Regions from separate parts of the Sus scrofa genome. Here region 1 is linked to region 2. A link is a contact called in public Hi-C data. All regions are on one chromosome and are shown on one strand. Each heading gives the region's core, a stretch centred on a gene start, on an enhancer-like site or on the middle of the called end of the contact. The rest is flanking DNA. Distances are from core to core; before and after follow the strand shown. Region 1 holds the start of JKAMP (JNK1/MAPK8-associated membrane protein). Region 2 holds the start of ACTR10 (actin-related protein 10).

Evidence for each region. A called contact is a pair of places that touch in the nucleus more often than the background predicts.
Region 1: a Hi-C map of liver shows a contact between it and region 2, with 7 times the contacts expected there. The contact joins the promoter of JKAMP here to the promoter of ACTR10 in region 2. A contact is called at or near these places in 2 of 5 promoter capture datasets (fetal liver and liver) and 2 of 47 Hi-C or Micro-C datasets (heart right ventricle and liver).

The regions. Positions count from the first base shown.
Region 1 is chr1:188,595,685-188,603,272 of Sscrofa11.1, forward strand. JKAMP (JNK1/MAPK8-associated membrane protein) reads left to right here and starts at 2,772. Exons shown (of 7, transcript XM_021102711.1): 1 at 2,772-2,913; 2 at 4,902-4,993; 3 at 5,538-5,692. The coding sequence starts at 2,910. The region is part of intron 4 of L3HYPDH (trans-3-hydroxy-L-proline dehydratase); the gene reads right to left.
Region 2 is chr1:187,302,596-187,309,293 of Sscrofa11.1, forward strand. ACTR10 (actin-related protein 10) reads left to right here and starts at 4,888. Exons shown (of 13, transcript XM_003353492.4): 1 at 4,888-5,259. The coding sequence starts at 5,183.

The DNA.
Region 1 (7,588 bases), core at 1,522-4,021, 1.3 Mb after region 2:
TTTGGAGTCTATTCACAAAGTGGTCTTCTTCAGCTGTAATGTTATATACTCTCTCTCTATATATATATGTTATATATACTTATCTACTATATGTTATATACACTTATTTATCTAGATATTTTCATGTCATGAAAGTATCCTGCAGGCGAATACCAAGAATAAAGTTATTGTAGCTTTGCATCAGGGTTTTTATTTGTGGGTATTTTATACCTCTGACATACCCAAAGTTTCTCCTGAAATGCTGTTATTTGAAATCCTAAATTTGTATTTCCAAAGGGATGGGACTTGGGGACATTAAAACTGTTTTATCCCTCCCCTACTTCCTCCCCAATTCAAGTGGGCTTGGTGATCACAGCCTCTGGGGGAGGCACAGGGCAGGGGAAAAAGCAGGTCTTTATGCTTTTGTTTTATAGAAACTTAAGCTATCGGGGGAGGTGACTGTTTGGCAAAGGAGTGTCCCAAAGGGAGAATATTTCTCCTGGTCAACAGAGAAACTACCTCTGGACCAAGAAAAGAGGCTGAAGGTTCTGAGTGCAGAGGACCTGTGTGGACTTTCCCAGGGCACCTTAAGGAGGCTAAGGGGTGTGGCAGAGACAGCAAGGAGAAGCAGGAGGCAGAGGACAGGGCAGGTCACATGGCCAAGGGAGATGCGGTTTTGCTGGCTTACCCTGCAGGCTGTTAAGGCCCTCCTTTCCAAGACTTGGCACCTTTGAGAAACCTTTGCTCACGCATACATCAGAAAAGGGGGCAGCACGTGGAGCAATGAGACTAAGTCAACCAACAGGGTAGAGTGGGGTCTTGAATTCAGAAATTAAGTTGTCCGCCAGAGCCACAGCAACTCGGGATCCAAGATGTGTCTGAGATCTACACCAGAGCTCACGGCAACTCCAGATCCTTAACTCACCGAGCGAGCCCAGGGATTGAACCCGAAACCTCACGGATACTAGTTGGTTCGGTAACTGCTGAGCCACAATGGGAACTCCCCAAAGTGGTATTCTTTATCAACTTGTGTGATTCAGCAGCCTGAGGTTGCTATAAGACTCAAATGCCTGGGCTAACACTGCATCATTCATAGCAGTCATAATCAGGCTAATCTGGAATTCAAATCCAAGAGGAAGATCAAGATCAAATTAACAGAAGGATGTGCATGGCCTGAAGACTCTGGAGAAAAGGAATGATACCCCTATTCCTGGACTAAATCAGCTTCCAGCTCACTTCAGTCAGACTACTAACGCATCCTCAGTGACAGAATTCAGCCTTTACTCATAGAATTTGTAGGAATCTCCCTCTTTGTAAGGATTACAGGCATAGACACTCCATTTCACATGACATTCAGGCTCTGTACCACAGAAACCACCAAAACCTTTGAAAGGCTCTGCACACCTAGAGAACTAGCAACCCTAAATATTCTGCAGTCTTTCTGTCTCTAAGAAAATATATATTTTTTAAAATTCTAAGTTCCTTGTATATACTCTCATTAAACCCTCACAAAAAAAACCTCAGTGAGTTAACAAACGAGGACACAACAGGCACAGAGAAGTAATTTGACAAAGGCTGACAACTTTAAGGAGGTATAAGGATTTGGACCCAGGCAACGTCTGTTTCTATTCTAAAGGCAACGTCCATATCTTCTTGAAAAGATTTGATTCTTTAATTCTTCCCTTAAGAAGTGGGCAAAACACTTTTTGCAGACGAGTTTTAGTAACTTGTGTCTACTAACTTGTCTGGGGGTAATAACATGTTAGCAAGCAAATTCTGAGCCAGCTTGGAGCCCCGGTAGGTCGGCTGTTTTTTGTACTTTCCTTGACCCTAGTGGACCTTGCTTCATCCAACTGTGAAATCTCTAGGAATGTCTGACGAGTGGGGAACTAGGCGCTGAGTAAGGGAAACACGGAATTCTGCACTCCTCAAGGCTCTCCCCAAACCACAGGTGGACAGATCTGCAGGATAATCAAATTGCATGCACTACACAAATTCGCAAGGCTAAGATGCTGTCACACATTTGCAGTGATTTAGGATTACCTTCTTACTGATTGCAAAGGCTTGTGGAGTGGGTTAGTTGTGCTGCGTGCGTGAGTTCCAGCCTAGAGAGAGTTAATGTAATTAGTTGGGTCCAGGGCTGCAGGGCTGGAAGAGTCCTACGGGTTACCTGTGGCCAGCGCAAAGGCTGGGACGCTGTGGAAGCGCACCGGGCCGCGACTGCGGCCGCCCTCGCACTCCACGAAGGCGGTCACCAGCCCGCACGGGCAGTGGATGTTGACGAGGGCCTCGCGGGCGCCGGTCGGGGGCGCCGACACGAGGCCATAGTCGAGCGCGAAGCGGCCCAGCGCCAGCACTGCGTGGCCACACATGGAGCTGTAGCCCTCGTTGTGCAGAAACAGGACGCCTAGGTGCGCTTCCGGCAGCTCGCTGGGCACCAGCACAGCTCCGTACATGTCCCTGTGCCCCCGGGGTTCAAACATAAGCCGTCGCCGCACGTAGTCAAGGTGCTGGCGCATGTAGCGCCGCTTGGCCAGCAGTGTGGGTCCAGCCACCTCCGGACACCCCGCTAGCACGATTCGCAGGGGTTCGCCGCCCGTGTGCATGTCCACAACGGACAGCGCCGGCGTCCCCGGGTCGTGCGGAGGCAGCTGAGCCACCGGCAGCCTGCTTGCCATTGTCGTCGACCGGGAGATCAACCACTACGCGACCACCGGCGCTTTAAGCCGCAGGCCCACTCGCGTCGTCCGCGCCAGGGGGGGCGGGGCCACGGAGCTTATACCAGGAAGCGCGAGGCGGGGCGGGGCTTCGGGACGGTCACCGGGTTACCAGGAGGCGGGGCCGCCGAGGCGGCTTTGGCCCGGATGTCCGGGCGCTGTGGCGGGGTTGGCTGATCCCGGAGCTTCTCCCGGGAAACCTACAAGCTGCCGATGGGTGAGTGGTCGCCGAGGTCCTGGGAAGCGTTTCATCCTAGTCCCTGCTTCTTCCCTATGCTGCCAGCTCTGGGCTCGGCCCCAGCGGGTGGCCTCCGAATAGCAGCGAATCTTTGTCCCTTGTTTCCACCCGCTGTCGGCTGGGCCGAGGTGGGATGGGGATGGGCTGCGCTGCTCACTAGCCGCAGAGGGGAGACCGACTGCAGAGGGAGAACGGCTGCCTACTGCAGGGGAAAGGCCAGACCTTTGTTGTTTGTTCAGAATGTCACTTCAGCCCCTCTGTTTCAGTCCCTTTGTTTAACATTCCTGTGGGTTGACTCGACATTTAAAGCAAGGGCGTAAGTAAGTGCAGGAAAACAGTAAAGGAAGCAGAAACTAATTGCTGCATAACTGTTGTGTCCTGCTTCAGCATCTAACGTAAGTTTTTAGGGCCCTTCACAAAGAAGCAAGACGGTTGCAAAAAAAGTCCTTTAGACCTCCTTTAATAAGGGAAATGAAAGGAAAAAATGAGCGGACCCTGGGAGCCAGGGGTTTTTTTGGTCGATGATAAGCTGTTGCTTTCAGTTTATCATACCGGTTTTCAGGCTTTGGATTTGGGAAACTTTAGATTGTTTACACCCAGATGCATTTATTAAGCATCTACTAGGTGCAAAACCAGTATAGAAGAAGTTTCCAATTCTTAACTTCTGCTGTCTTGGAAAATCTGAAACAACTCGTTTCCATCTATAAGTTTAGAACCTTATGATTACACTTGGTGTATTACGATTGATTTAAAAATAAGTTTTAAGTAAAGAAGCCTATGGATTTTTTAAGAAGTCGGCAATTGGCAAAAGTGAAAATATTAAGCTTGAGGCATTTAAGTACTATTTCTGTCTTTCTCAACAGCACACGGAGAAAGAAAGAAAAAGTCTACTTGAACTTGAAAGAAGAAAGGGTATAGTGGATCAGGCAGTCTCTAGATTGTGAATTCATGAAGAATTTCGGAAAGGGTTGTTCAAGAATAGTCATAAAATGCATAATTTCTCAAACTAGCTCACATTTGACCCCATTTGTTTGGGATTTATTCCACACTGGGGTGTAGGTTCTTTGACGGAGTGACTCTGTAGTGTTCCTGTGTGGGTATTTTGTGGTCCCTAACCTGTGGAATCAGACACTTGATGCATGTTTACTGATGAGTGAATCCATGATCAAAGGGAATCAGATGTCACTGATATATTAAAAACAAAAACAAAAACCTTCCTTCAATAACTTCTTCCTGTAGATGAGGTCAATGACAGTTTGTAGGCTCTGAGTTTTTAGGTAAAAAGGAGCCACTTTTTAGGTTCTCCAAGCCTTGACATCAGGGGTTGATTCTAAAGCAGGGGTTCCCAAGTATTGGTCAGAGGCCTACGCCACCTTGACGAAATTGTCACCTGTCCTCCACAAAAATCACCGAAGTTAGGACAATTTACTAAGCTTCTTATGAATGTATTTATTTTAAAGTCCTTACCTATGTTCTGAAATTATGTGTCCCTTCTGCTTTTCTGGTATTAAAATGTGTTCTATCACGAAGAAAGGTGATAATAGATTTCGTGTGTGTGTGTTTGTCTGTGTCAACTTAATGTCCTGACTGTGCAGAATAAAAAGTGGTGATTGATAAGTCCTTTAGTTTTAAAAAAGGGAAATTCTAGACCATCTAATCAAGGGCAGTGGCTGGCTGGAGCCACTGGAGACCAACCAAGGTAGGCTTTGAGTTCTGAGGACAGAGTGTGCTCTGCTGTTTGGGGACCTTAATTTTTAGGAACAATATTAGCTACAAGGTTCCATATGACTTTCTGCAGTGTCACAGGGTAAAAGGAAAAATTTAAATAAATGCATCAAGACTTTTGTCTAATACATATTTTTAAATTGAAACTGTCTTGAGATACTTCGGCCAAATTTTCAGCTATTACTGATTTATTTTTTATAATCACAAGAGATGTTACTATACTGGCATTTGTTTTTAAAAAGCTGTCGATATTCAACCAGCATGCCTTGGACTTTATTGTGGGAAGACCCTGTTATTTAAAAATGGCTCAACAGAAATATATGGAGAATGTGGGGTAAGTGAACATTTATATATTATTTCATTTGTGAAACCTTTTTGCTTCTGAAATATTGTCATGTAGAAACTGTTTTCTTCAATGTACTCAACTTAGAATATGGAGGCATTAATAAAATCCTTATTTGTGTTGTTATATTGGTTGTGTATAATACATCTTCTGACAGTCACAATTACTATTTTTTAATTTGATAATTTTATAATAATTTCTAATGAACTTTTCATTAATATAGTACAGTGACTTGGACTGTAAGTTAACATTTACAACTCCAGAGCATTTCTCTGCAGTTACTTTCATTGTGTGAATAACTAGGTTTTTGTTGTTCAACCATTTTGGTGACTTAATAAAGAGAGTCATTTAAGGGCATTATACAGATATAGCAAATACAGTGTAGATTGCTTTTTATTTTACTTATACTCTCTCTTAGATGCACATGTAAATAGAAGTTTAAATTGAAGTGGGATGTCAGTGAATGATTTGTGGGGGAGGCGTTAAGGTTCTAAAATAATATCTGTACATAAAATACTGTTCTTATATATTGTAGGTATGTCCAAGAGGACAGAGAACAAATGCACAGAAATATTGTCAGCCTTGCACAGAGTCTCCAGAACTGTATGACTGGCTCTATCTTGGATTTATGGCTATGCTTCCTCTTGTTTTACATTGGTTCTTCATTGAATGGTACTCGGGGAAAAAGAGGTTAGCACTTTCTGTGAATCTTCCTGGATGGACTGATGTTGGAATAATTATCTTTTATAAGACCTTATCAAGCAATTTTACTTCTATTGTTTTAAAAGTGACCAACCTGTTTTTCCTTTATCTTCTGATTACCTTTGACTGTGGCAAGAAAACTTAATGATAGGGCATACCTCAGTAAATATTAAGGGAAATATCCTTTGTTTCATGCTGAGTGATTTTATGTATATTTTTATTTCTTAATTATAATCTTTATTGGTTTTCTACAAAGTATTGGCTATGATTACAAACTGTTTATTGTTCTAAAACAAATACTTTGCAGTTTAATTTAATACTAGTAATCTGGTATAATGTAGTTAAAATGTTATAGCTGCAATCTCGTTAAAAAAACTCATAGTAAAATATTAAATCAATAAAAATATGTTGAGCACTGTGTTTTATGTTTAGAAGATCAGGGGAGGAAACAAAAACATAACTGATGTGGCTTATAGTCACAGTCTTGTAGAGAAAACAAAGGCACACACAACTGATTCTAATATAAATCAGTCAAATGTAATTAAGCAAAAAGTATATAAAAGCATTATAAACAAAATGCTTTGGAATCACAAAGAATAGAAGAGATAAATTGTGCCTGGTGGCATCTGAAACACTTCAAAAAAGGAACATTCTAGGCAGACGCAACAGCATGAACACTGGCATAGAAGTGTGAAATGCGTGATCTGTAGTGGGTGAGAATGGCTGTAGTTGGGTGGTGAAATGGTGGATTGTGTATGAGAGAAAGGTAATATAAAGGGGAGTAAGAAAGGGGGTTGAGGCCAGAATGTGAGAGCTCTTGATGATGTGAACCTTATTCCCCTGGGAATGAGGAACCACTTTCTACCTTTTCAGCCAGTACATTTCAGCCATCCTGCCTGTTAGTTTCTCTAACATCTCAGCATCTTTCTTGCTTTATTTCGGTCCTGTCTCTTTCCCCAAACTCTGCTCTGCTTGAAATACTCTCTTCTCCCCACAGCTTTTTACCTAGCTGCCTTTTTTCCTTTCAGATCTCAGTTTAAATTACAGCTACTTGGAGAGGCCTTCCCTGACCCAATCTAAAGTCAGTCTGTCCTCCTTACTTTTCCTTTTTAACAGCACTCTCTTTTTGTTGTTGTTTTTGCTTTGTATTTAGCACTCAACACAATTTGTCATTATGTTTGCCTCCTCTTGTAATGTTTTCCCCACCCTGACCATAGGCTCCATGAGGGCAGTGGCCAGCACTGCTGTTGTTCTGCCTGGAATCTCCAGAGACCAGTACAACCACTGGCACATGATGGATGTGCACTTAGTATTTGCTGAGTGAATGATTTATTAGTGAAGGTTTTGATTTAGAGAAGTAGCATCTTGGTTGTGTATTTTAGGAAGATAACTTCTGTGGAGAGAGGGTTAGAGGTGAGATGTGTGAGAAGGCTGTGGTCCAAGAAATTGCGACGGCCAGCTCCAGTGGTGGGAATGGAAGTGGAAAGAATGGTCAGATGGGAATAGAATCAGCACTTTTCTGGACCTACCTACTAAGTCCACAGTGATTATTTACACTGGAAAAGCATTTGTTATTTTTCAGAAGACTCTATTAAAAATTTTTAAAATTTTTGCTCAGTTAATTATTAGAACTTCTCAGCTCAGAGTAGAGAAGAGGTGAGGTTAATGGAGGTACCTCACCAAATGCATTTGAACTAAAATATCAGCTATGTTTTGAGGGAGAATCTTAACTTGCCGAGAGTAGAGCTTTGGTTTGGGGGGTAAAGCAGAGGTGTGATCAATGCTTGGGCAGGAAAAGAAGTAGGTTTAAAAAGAAGGAGTTTGCAGAGTTCCCTTTTTGGCTCAGCAGGTTAAGAACCTGACTAGTATCTATGAGGATGAGAG
Region 2 (6,698 bases), core at 3,638-6,137:
TTTTGCGATTGGTGTTTTGATCAGGAGACACAGAAAAAGGTTAGACTGACTTAAGAATTATTTGCCTTAGTAAACATAGGTTTAAAAGGGTAAATGGGGATTAAGTTAGGCAGTAAGAATGAAGAGTGTTAGGGGCTGATGGATGAAAAGTTGGACAATGGAACATTGGATTCCCATGTGTTAGGAGAGCTTGTCCATGGGGAGTGATCCTGTGAATGAGCTGGAAGTAGAGAATGTTGTGACTGCTGGGTGTGGTCTCTGATTACTGATGTTGTAGGTCACATTTGTGGTGAAACCTAAGTGTGGTATGTATCCCTTCAGATGACCATTTTTAAAAATGTTAAGTTGGAAAACAAAGCAAAACTTATTCTAGCCATGCTACTATCTAACCATGTAATGGATATTATTCTTTCTGAACTTTCATTCACATTATTTGTTAAATAAATAAACCAAATCAGTATGTTTTCAATGGCGATTAATAAAGCAAATATGTGCTTTTAAAAAAAAGACCTGTATTTTTAAAAAATGATATGGAGGAGTTCCCACTGTGGTGCAGTGGGTTAAGAATTCAATAGCCTAGGTCACAGCTGCAGCTCACATTCAATCCCTGGCCCAGGAACTTGCATATTCTGCAGGTGTGGCCATAAAAAAATAACATTGAATGGCTGGAAAGATGGAACAAAACCTGCTAAATTTAGCAGAAAGAGGTACAAAGCTCCAAATTTAGGTCCATATTAGGTTTTCATTTGCAAGGTGAGAGAGAACTAAATTAATAGTATGACATGACTGAAAATAAAGAAACCCACTGCTACATGTTAGGAAAGCACAGCAGCTGGAGCAAGAGAGTTGAGCCCTATAATAACAGGAGGTCTTCAGACATATCTTGGATATTACGTAATTTATAGGGAACATTTCCAAAATAGAAAAAATTCCAGAAGCAGGCAAAGGGCTCCTAAGTGTCCTAAAAACCATGAATATGAAAGACAGAAGGGAACAAGAATGACTAGCTTAGGGGGAAAAAAATGGTAGGAAGTGGGAGAAGATAAGAGGTGTTGGCCAAAGGGATGAAGATTCCATTTCAACTTAGATTATTGGTGCTTATACATCTCCCTCATTTTACAACCGAAGGCATTACACTAAGTGAAATAAAAGAGATAAAGACAAATAGTATATGATCTCATTCATATGCGGAATCTAAAAAAAACAAAAAACAAAAAAATAAAAACCAAGAACAATGAAACACACCAAACTCATAGAAAAAGGCAGGGTGGTGGTGGGGGATTGAAGGAAGGTGGTTAAAAAGTATAAACTCTCAGTTACTAGATAAATAAGTACTAGGAATATAATCTATTACATGATGTCCATAGTCAGCACTGCTGTAAGACACATAGGAAAGTTGTTGAAAGAGTAAATCCTAAGAGTTCTCACCATAAGAAGAATTCTTTTTTTCATTTTATTATATTTATATGAAGTGATGGATGTTAACTAAATCTATTGTGGTAGTTATTTCACAATATATATAAGTCAAACCATCATGCTCTGTATGTTAAATTTATACACTGATATATGTCAATTATTTCTCAATAAACTGGAGAGAAAAAAAAAAGATTCAGGTTTCCTAAGGAACCAGGATAAACCTTGATACCAGTTACAATACAAATCTGCTCAGGCTGACTGATGGCCGAAGAGGTTATCATTCCACCTAAAGGAGAGTCAGCAACTAATGGAGCACACAAACAAAAAAAGCACAGTAGGAAAGTGAAGCCTAGAAAGCTTAATGGAGTTGCCTGAGGTCAGTGTGCTAACAGACTTAGGACTTAAACTCAGGTTGATATACCATGGTGCTGGCAGTTGGGTTTTTCAAAAGTGATTTTTATCCTTACAGCATTTTTTTTTCCTTTTTTGGCCATACCGGCATCATATGGAAGTTCCCAGGCCAGGGATCAAATCCAAGCCGCAGCTGTGACACATGGCACAGCTTCAGTGATGCCAAATCCTTAACCCATTGTGCCACAGCAGGAACTCCAGCATTTTCCTTCTCTTTTAACCTCTAAGTGTATTAGCAAATGAATTTTCAGTATCTTGTAGATCCCAACTAGTCATTAGTCCTCTGTTAATCATTGGTACCATTTGGGGAAATAAATGTCATCGGAAATGGAAAGTAGTGCATTAGGTTGGAATTCAGACTTGAAAAATTCTTAGATCATTTCATATCCCAATATTGTAAAATTCTACAATAAAATATAATTATTTCAATTAATATATAACTATCTTATAATTATGAATATGCAGTGTAGTTCTGGCTCTGGAGTAAGACTGTCTGGGTTCAAATTCTTTCTCCACCACTTAGCAGATGAGAAGCTGTGACCATATGATTTAATCTCTTTCAGCTTCAGTATCGTCATTGGTAAGATGGAGATAATACTTAGCCCATAAAATTATTGTGAGGAATGAATAGGATTACATATAGCAAACAGAGCTAACAAAGAGAACTCAACAAATATTAGCTTTAGCTATATGTAAGGGAGTGAAAGTGATTGTTAAAGAAGAGGGTATATAGTAAGAAGAAAAGAAGGCTGAGAGCAGAGCTATGGAAAAAAACATTTAGCTGGTGTGCTGGGCTGCACAGCATTCCTCCCAAATTCTTGTCCTCTGGGAACCTTAAAATGTGATCTTATTTGAAATTAAGAGTTTGGGAGATATAATCAAGCTAAAAATGTGATTGTACTGGAGTTCGCTGGTGACTCAGCAGGTTAAGGATCCATGTTGTCACTACTGTGGTTCTGGTTACAGCTGTGGCTCAGGTTCGATCCCTGGTGCAGGAACTTCCGCATGCAATGCGGGTGGCCAAGAAAGAAAAAAAATTAGTTGATACTGGTTTAGGATTAGGGCCCTAATTCAATGACTGATATTCTTATAAAAGGGAAATATGGACACAGAGATATACACAGAAGGAAAAGGTTGTGAAAACATAAGGAAGACGTCTGAAGAAGACCAAGTGATGACAGAGAAAAAGACCTGATGCACCTATAAGTCAAGGAAAACCAAGCCCTGCCAGCAACTACCAGAAGCTAGAAAGAGGCAAGAGGTATATTCTTCTAGAGACTTCAGAGAGAGCACCACCTTGCTGACACCTTAATCTCAAAACTCCTAGCCTCCACAACTATGAGTGGATACATTTCTATTTCTGTAAGGCACTCCGTTTGTGGTACTTTCTTACGGCATCCCTAGGAAACGAATACAGCTGGTAAGTAGTCAGGGAAAACAGGATGGATAATAATAATACTTTATAGTTTCAAAGTAACCTGTCAACCGATCCTCACAAACACTCTGAGAAGGAGCAGGACAGTTTATAGATAAGAAAATGGATGATACAGGAGTTCCCGCTGTGGCTCAGCGGAAAAAAATTTGACTATGATCCATGAGGATGCAGGTTTGATCCCTGGCCTCACTCAGTGGGTTAAGGATCCAGTGTTGCCGTGAATTGTGGTGTAGGTTGCAGACATGGCTTGGATCTGGAGCTACATAGGTCAGCAGCTACAGCTCCAATTGACCCCTAGCCTGAGAACCTCCATATGCTGCCAGTGTGGCCCTAAAATAGCAACAACAACAACAACAACAAAAAGAAAGAAAAAGAAAGAAAAAGAAAGAAAGAAAGAAAGAAAGAAAAGAAAAAGGATGAGTCAAAGCATTATAGTCTCTGTGTTCCCCTTTGTGGATCAGCAGTAAGAACCTGACTAGTATTCATGAGGACTAGGTTTGATCCCTGGCCTCACTCAGTGGGTTAAGGATCTGGCATTGCTGTGAGCTCCCACGTAGGTTGAATTAGTGGCTGGGATCCGGAATTGCTGTGGTTGGTGTAGAGTGGCAGCTGCAGCTCCAATTTCAGCCATAGCACGGGAACTTCCATGTGCTGAGGGTTTGGCCCTAAAAAGACGAAAGAGAAAGAGGAAGAAAAGAAAGAAAAAAATAGAGCTGTGGAATTTCTGTAGTAGCTCAGCAGACATGGCTTGGATCTGGAGCTACACAGGTCAGCAGCTACAGCTCCAATTGACCCCTAGCCTGAGAACCTCCATGTGACTAGTATCCATGAGGAGGCAGGCTAGATCCCTGGCCTTGCTCAGTGGGTTAAGGATCCGGCTGCAGGTGAGTTGTGGTGAAGGCAGGTAATTACAAATCCAATTAGACCCCTAGCCTGGGAACTTCATTGCTGCGGGTGCAGCCCTAAAAAGAAAGAAAGAAAGAGAAAGAGAGATCGACAAAGAGAGAGAGAAAGAAAAAAAAAAAAATAGAGCTGTGAAATGACAGGATGTAAACAATCCTATCAGGGAACTCTTATTTTGTTGTTCAGACTGGCACAGAAAGACAGTTTACTAACTTTTCTCGGGTTACACAGCTACTAGGTTTAGTGTAAAAAAAAGAACCCTTGGTTCATTGTTCCTTCCATTAAACCACCTTGATTGTTCCTCCACAGATTTGTAGATGCTACTTGAACTGCTTTCTTTCACATTAAAATTAATTTTCAGCAAAATGACTACCAAATAAAATTCTGTGTGTGTTATTCCTTAAGGCATCAGCAGTATAGTTTTTGAAATCAGAAAGACTAGGGGTCCAACCTTGGCTTTGCTATGGGAACATTCCTACGGTTCGAACAGGTAAAAAAGTAACACCTATTCTTGGCATTCCTTGCGAAGAATAAATGATAGGCAGAACACTTGGCCTTTACTCCAAGACTGCACGAAACGAAGCTTTTGGGTTGTATCGTCTCTCAGCTGCTGCGGCACTAAAAGGTCTAGAAAAGGTCCACAAGAACGATGGGAAAGACCTCGATCCCGGCGCTACTTGAGGGCGTGTCCGGAGGGAAGGACCCGGAGTTGGCTCCGCCCCATCCCGGGGCGCCCGACGCGCCTGATCGCCTTGGTCCTCTGCATCCCCCACCTCCGGATTAGCGGCCGCCCGCTCGCCTTCCTCCCTAGTCCGAAAACGGGGGCGCCTGAGAGTGTTGAGGACCGACGCGGAGTGAGGCACAGCCTGGGGCATCCCAGCCCGGCGCGCCGCGGCCACGCGAGGCCCCCGCCGTCGCCGCCACCGCCCGTGCACCGTCGCTCCGCCCCGCCCCCCAAGAGCCGAGGCCCGGCGGCCGCCGAGTCCGCGTCCTCTTTGCACCAGCTTGTTTACAACCATGCCGCTCTACGAGGGCCTGGGGAGCGGCGGGGAGAAAACGGCGGTCGTGATAGACCTGGGAGAGGCTTTTACCAAGTGAGTGGCTGTGGCGCCGGCTGCGGTCGTCCTGAGGGGAGGGCGGGTAGCCGAACCCCAGGCCCAGCCCGGGTACTCGAGAGGCGGCTTGCTAGGTCGACACTTCTTCCCCCAGGACCTCCGCAAATGACGCCCCTTTTTACTCTCACTGTGGGCGGTGCGAATCCCTAGGATCCTGTGGGATGGTCAGGTTCTGACTCCTAGAGGCCCTGGAGGCTTCGGGAGAATTGCCTTCGCCGCCCTAGGTCGTCACCCCAAACTGAACAGACCCTTTGGGGTCATTTATGCAGGGGATGACAGCGATGACCTAGACCCGGCTTACCCTGGGCTTATATGCCTAGGAAGGTGGCAGCCGAACTGTAATGCCTGATGACGATCTCCATTATTAAACACGTATTGAGCCGAGCTTTTGTTCATGCTGGAAATTCAAATATGTTTAAGACAGGGCTGTTCCGAGCTTTTGTTCATGCTGGAAATTCAAATATGTTTAAGACAGGGCTGTTGCTTCTGAAGAATAGGAAGTCAAATTAGAGTGGCTCAAGATATAATGAAGTGAAACTGTATAGATAAGACTCTGGAGAGCCTTTATGGCTCTCTCTACCGCTCAACTCTTAGATTAGTAAATTTAACATGTTTTAAGAGACAACTTGTAAACAGTGGAGTAATGGTCTCAACTGTAAGGGTGGCATAGATCCCTTTGACTAGGCAAAACCACAAATACAAAAATCTTAAATGATTTGCATGAAACTTCAGAGATTGATGGACCTTCACAGTGGTTCTTGGACACCAGGTTGAAAGCCCTTGTACTAGGTTCAAGATACAGGCAAGTGACAGCCAGAATTCCATCTTAGATATATCTGAAGTGGAATCATCTGAGAAAATTTTTTATATATCTCTAAATAGTGCCTAATATATAGTATGTAGTTACATAACTATTTGTTGAATAAGGCATCAAAAGAGCCTATTTAAGAATTGGGGAGTTCCCATCATGGCTCAGCAGAAACGAATCTGACTAGCATCTTTGAGGATGTAGGTTCAATCCCTCGCCTCGCTCAGGGGGTTAAGGATCTGGCATTACCATGAGCTGTGGTGTAGGTCAAAGATGTGGCTCAGATCCAGCGTTGCTATGGCTGTGGCATGAGCCAGAGCTACAGCTCCAATCCAACCCCTAGCCTGGGAACTTCCACATGCCATGGGACCAGTCATAAAAAGACCAAAAAAAAAAAAAGAATTGGATCTCAGTTACTCCAGAATTGGATTAAACGTAGTCTTTTTTGTTAAGGGAGTTCCCATTCCTGTCTCGGCAGAAAGGAACCTGACTAGTATCCGTGACCATGTGGGTTCAGTCACTGGCCTCTCAATGGGTTAAGGGTCTGGCCTCGCGTGAGCTGTGGTGTAGGCCAGCACCTACAGCTCCGGTTCAGCCCTAGCCTGGGAAC